Linked DNA regions of Macaca mulatta: region 2 is linked to region 1. The links are chromatin contacts, called in public Hi-C maps. All regions are on one chromosome and are shown on one strand. Each heading gives the region's core, a stretch centred on a gene start, on an enhancer-like site or on the middle of the called end of the contact. The rest is flanking DNA. Distances are from core to core; before and after follow the strand shown. Region 1 holds the start of PGM2L1 (phosphoglucomutase 2 like 1). Region 2 holds the start of LIPT2 (lipoyl(octanoyl) transferase 2).

Region 1 (2,929 bases), core at 61-2,560:
CCATACAAATTCCTTAATTCAGTGTCATTAATTCCATTTTAAATGTGCTGCCTTCTCTACTTCAACAAAGGCATTTTATGCACTTGACAAAGCAAAAGCTCGGATTATCTTCCTTTGTTGGAGCCACCAGGGACCTCTTTTACAAGTAAGATAGCTGCATTTTAATTCTGATTGTCACAAATCCATCCCAAATGCCCGCATAAGGTTTAATTACCGCAACAATTTGGAGGTGGGGGCGGAGCGTGGGTGGGGAGGTGTTGGTAGAGAAGTAAGGGTTAAGGCAAAAACAATCCTGTATTAAGAGTACCATATGAAACCTGGAAAACACGATTCCTTGAACAGATTAATTCCAGAAAATAGCTGCCAGCAGGAGAAAGAAGAGGTAAGCGCCTTGCCTTTCCCAAGAGCAAAAGGTGATACTAGAAAATACCAAGGATAGAAGACCAGCGACTACCTAGCGACAGAAGGAGGAAACACACCAGACCAGAACTAAAGCAGATAGCGGTTAGAAACGCCCAGTAAGGGTGCCAGAAACCACTTTCAGGTTTGTGGAGAAGGAAGTCAAGAGAGAAAAAGGGAAAGGAAATCGTTGTTTAGGGTATAACCTACAATGATTTTTTTTTTTTTTTTTGGAAGAAAGAGGGAAGACAGCACTTGAAGGGAAAGAGGGTAAAGAAGAGGAAGGGAGGTTACAATTGAGAGCACCGCAGAAGGAAGCGATGCAGATGTTCGGCTCTGGCGGACCGAAGGAGGAACCCCATGCATAGGTGGGTGGCAACGCCCTGCTCCGCTGCCCCCCGCCCGGTGTCCCGAGCCATCTCCTCTGCAGCCCGTGGGGCGCTGGGTGGGCATAGGAAAGAGCAGACTATGTGGGGGAGGCGACGGCGGATGCTGGGCTGACCAGGTACCCACCTTATCCCAGCGGAGCCACTGCCCGATGGCCGTGTCCAGCTGAGGATCCCCGGTGTGGTAGGGGGCGTGGAGCAGGTTGGAGTTCAGATCCCCCTCTGTGTTTTCAGCCATGGCGACCAGACAGGTGTACGTGCCGGGGGCCGGCGAAGACACTGAGTTGGGGTAGGGGGTGGCCTGGGGTTCGCTCACCAGGGTCCGGGCGTCCCCACCTCACTGAAGGGCATTGGAGACCAATCGCAGGGTGTTTGTAACAGCTCCTGCTGCGGCGTCAGGGAACCGGGAGAGAGGGGGCTTATGGCCGCCTGCTCCCCAGCGGACCAGGTCGGGGTCTCTGGGCGAAGTGACTGAGGCGGTCGCGCCGCGAGAGAACAACAACAGTCCCAGATGTCTGGGTCCTGGCCCCGCCACCGCCGCCGCCGCCGCCGCCGCCGCCGCCCGCACCGCCTACGGCCCCGCCCCGCGCCTTAGGCCCCGCCCCTTCCCGCCTCTGCTAATTTAAGTCCGCGAAGCCCTAAACTGGAGTCCGGGAGCGCGCTCCCCACGACTCCGAAGTAGCATGGGTTTACAGCCCGTCCGGGTGGTGAGGCAGTAGTGCACAGTTATTTTTATTTTTTAATTTGCCATGGGTCTCCTTTCCTCGATCTGCTCTCACGGCTACCACTAGGAAGCTGCCTTCGCGCTTGCCCTGCAGATCCCAGCGCGCGCGCAGACCCCCAATTTCTCTTGGGGGCACGCGCCGGTTGTGGGAGGAGGGGCTGTGCGAGCTGTCCGCGCACTGCTTCACGGGAGCTGTAGTTCTTTCCTTTGAGCTCAGCGGAGACCGCCGCCGAGACTACGACTCCCAGCAGCTCCGAGCCCTCCCTTTCCTCAAAAGAAAAAGATCTGCTTCGAGGTAGTTCCCTACGGACGCCCTATCCCTATTAGTTATGCTGCGGTATGTGGCCCTGGCATTAAATTAAACAAGGAATGACATAGTAAGGGGGCAAAGTGGTATTCGTTTAGTGCTGTGCAGTTTACGAGTCTCATTCTATCGCTTCAATCCCTCAGTAAGGTAGGGGGCGTCGTCCTTTCCCGTTTCACACACAAAGAAGAAACTGACTCCCTGAGACAGTCCTCTCCTAAGAGGCCGAGTTCGTGAGCGGTCAAACTAGGGTTCGAGTCTCATTTCAGATTCCCTCGGCTGGCAGTTATTTTATTAGGTCGGTGCAAAAATAACTGCGGTTTTTGCCATTAAAAATAATAGCATTAAAAGTAATGGCAAAAACGGCAATGACTTTTGTACCAACCTAATAGCTCTGCTGCTACAGTAAACTAGGAGGTAGGGCGAACAAGATTACTGTAAAATAGATGAGGAAGTTGTTGAGGGAAGATGGGTCGACATTTAACCTTGATAAAAGAATGTATAAGCATCACAAGATACCAAGAGCAATGGTAATGGGAATACTGAGGAAGAGGAAATTGGTTCACTCAAATTGAAATAGTCTTCCGTTACTTCTTAGCCGCCTCTCCTATGGAATGCTCACCTAACTTGAGGTCTGGGAAACGCTGAGAAGTGCTGACCTGTCAGCCACCTAGCTACTCCTCCATTTCTTGGTCTGGCCTTCTTAGAATGGCTATGATTTTGACCAAGTATATTACAACTCTTTCCCTAGTCAGCTTTTTTGTGAGGAGGGTATGATAATATTTACATCATGGCTGTACAGTAACTTAATAAATGGCATTAGTCTGCGTTTCACAGATAAAAGACATAATAAGTTCAAAGTATTACTTTATTTCCTTTAAAGTGCCATTTAAACTACCAAGGTACAAAAGGATTGTGGTTCCAGTTTCTGAAAAACATGCCATAGTCGGGAGTTGCAGTTTTTGCTAAGTGATTGTTTCCTTTGTGGAGTCAGCAGGACTCTTGTTCTTTTAATTACACAAGGCCTGGGAAACAAATCACGTGTCCTGGAGAGAAATTCATCTTCCACTACCATCACCATTATTGTCCATGATACATTTACTCTCTGCTAAGCAT
Region 2 (2,700 bases), core at 44-2,543, 95 kb after region 1:
TCTCAGGGGGATGAGAGAACTGGACTAGATCACTAGTTTTCAAATTTTGTTTCTGGAGAAACAAGGAATTGTGCACAGATAGGAAAAGGAAACAAATGAAAGGAAGGGGTGCGTGGCTTCAAGGCAGCTGCACTCATCATGAGGATTCCAGGAAATGTCTTTTAACAGATTCCAATACTTAAAAAAAAAAAAAAAAAAAAAAAGTTTGGGGACCGGCGCAGTGGCTAACGCCTGTAATCCCAGCACTTTGGGAGGCCGAGGCACGCGGATCACGAGGTCATGAGATCGAGACCATCCTGGCCAACACAGTGAAACCCCATCTCTACTAAAAATACAAAAAATTAGCCGGGCTGGTGGTGGGCGCCTGTAGTCCCAGTTACTCGGGAGACTGATGCAGGAGAATGGCGTGAACCCGGGAGGCGGAGCTTGCAGTGAGCCGAGGTTGCGTCACTGCACTCCAGCCTGGGAGACACAGCGAGACTCCGTCTTAAAAAAAAAAAAGTTTGAAAATTAGCACCCTTATTGCCATGACATTGTGATTGGCTGGAAGTAACCTGGCAATCCACTTCTCCTGTCCCTCCATTCACAGAAATGCGTGTTCGACTAGATGATGTAACGTGCCTTCTGCTTCTGACTATATGGTATCCGGGAAAGGTCTTAAAAACTCAAACGCAGCGGGTAGCTGTGATTCAAGGCCCGCGCTAGATACGCCTCCTCCCGGCCCGAGTTCTACCCTCACCTCCATTGGTCCAGCCCCGTCAGACCCCGCCCCCAGGCCTCAAGCTCCGACCCCGGCTCTCAGGTCCCGCCCTGCGCCGCGGCGCTCACCGATCGCGCAGATCTTGCGATCGTCCAGCCAGACGCCGGTGTAGGGCGGGGACCGCGCGCGGGCGTTCTGCAGGCCCTGGAGCTCGCACAGGCGCACGGCGCACGCCTCCAGCGCCGCTACGTGCATGCGCAAGCGCAGACCGAGACGCCGCAGGTCGAGTACCGGGTGGCAAAGCAGCTGGCCCGGGCCGTGGAAGGTGGCCAGGCCACCGCGGCCTGTGACGCGCACCTCGGCGCCCAAGGCCCGTAGCCGCGCAGTTTCCTCGGGCGTCAGGCCGCCGCGCAGCCCGGCCGTGTACACGGGCCCCGCGGGCTCGCAGAGCAGGAGCGCGCCCGCCTCAGTCGCCGACGAGGCTTCAGTGCCTGGCTCGGCCTGTAGCCGCCGCAGCCAGCGGTCCTGCAGCCCCAGCAGCTCGGCGTACGGCACCCGACCCAGGCGCAACAGCCGAACCGCGGGTTGCCGCATCGTGCCCACCGCTGCGTCCGCGGGACCCCGCCCTCTCCCTGGGCCTGGGGGCGTGGTATGAGGGGCGGGACTCAGGGGCACGCCCCAAGCCGCGGCTCCCAGGTGCGTGTTAAAAGCTGGAGGGGGGAATGTGTGATTCCAGGACCCAGCGCAGGCCGGCCTCCTCGGTTCATTCAACAACCAGTATTTAGTGCCTGCTATGTTCTGCAGGCCCTGCCCTAGGCGCTTGATACAGCGGTGCATAGCGTATGAGAAAGCTCTGTCCTGGTAAGCTTACATTCTTACAGCAGACAATAAGTATTTAAGAAGTAAATAAAGTTATTTCACGTCTAAGGTGTTAAGTGCTATGAAAAGAAAAATAAAACGGTAACATGGTATGTCCTGGGTTGAGCCCCTGGGGGTCGCAAGAGGGAGATTAGCTTGCCTACAAGGTTATTGGTGGGGATAGGGAGAACTTAAAAGATCAGCACCTGTAAGAAAGTGAAGGAAAGAGGAATTTGTAGGCAGAGCGAGAAGTTGGCCTGCAAAACGGTTTCAGCAGAGGGCTTTACCAATCCCAAGGGATGCTTGGAGCCTAGGATGACCCTTCAGAGTAGTTCCACATTAAAGCAAGGGGGCCAGAAACTCGTATCCTTGCATTGACCAGTCATGGATACAGGCTACACTTGTAGAGGCGCTGTGATTTTTTGTTTGTTTGTTTGTTGTTTTTGGCAAGACTGCTTCCCTTGATGGAGGGGGGCCCCCAGAGAAGGACTCAGTTGTGAATCATCAGCAACCAACTCCAGAAGCTGAGGGAATGACTGTCTAGGTGTCTGAAAAACATTTCATAAACATAGACATAAAGATCCTAAGCAAATATTAGCAAATCAAATCCAGCAATTTATAAAAGGATTAATACATCATGGTGAAGTAGGGTTTATCCCAGGAATGCAAGGTTGGTTTTGCATTCTGAAATCAAACAACGTAATTTACGTTAGAAGAGAAAAGCCTTCATTGGAAGAAATAATAAAACAAAAACTTTTTTAAAATAAAAGCTATGATTATGTTCAATACATACAGATAAATCTGTTGGCAAAAATAAACACCTCTTCTGACCAAAAGACTCAGCAAACTAGGAATAGAAGAGAAATTTTCCAGTCTGATGAAGGGTTCAAATTATCAGGGTTTGGACAAGAGAAATCACATATGTACTATTTTAATCAGATGTTTTATTTGAGAAAATTGGAGACTCATATGCAGTTGTAAGCAATAATACGGACAGATTATGTGTGTCCTTTACCCAGCTTTCCCCAATGGAAACACCTTGCAAAACTGTAATACAATATCACAACCAGGATACTGACATTGATACAGTCAAGATGCAGAATATTTTCATCACCACAAGGATCCCTCATGTTGCTCTTTGT

The links. Hi-C and Micro-C count contacts between places; a contact is called where the count stands out from the background.
Region 2: a contact with region 1 is called in a Hi-C map of liver, with 2.6 times the contacts expected there. The contact joins the promoter of LIPT2 here to the promoter of PGM2L1 in region 1. A contact is called at or near these places in 2 of 14 Hi-C or Micro-C datasets (fetal cortical plate and liver).

The regions. Positions count from the first base shown.
Region 1 is chr14:74,798,887-74,801,815 of T2T-MMU8v2.0, forward strand. It overlaps PGM2L1 (phosphoglucomutase 2 like 1), which reads right to left and starts at 1,311. Exons shown (of 14, transcript NM_001265664.1): 1 at 913-1,311. The coding sequence starts at 1,023. LOC106993384 (a long non-coding RNA gene) reads left to right here and starts at 245. Exons shown (of 4, transcript XR_013404131.1): 1 at 245-382; 2 at 637-767.
Region 2 is chr14:74,893,621-74,896,320 of T2T-MMU8v2.0, forward strand. It overlaps LIPT2 (lipoyl(octanoyl) transferase 2), which reads right to left and starts at 1,294. Exons shown (of 2, transcript NM_001194503.2): 1 at 829-1,294. The coding sequence starts at 1,294. LIPT2-AS1 (LIPT2 antisense RNA 1) reads left to right here and starts at 960. Exons shown (of 2, transcript XM_015115198.3): 1 at 960-1,561.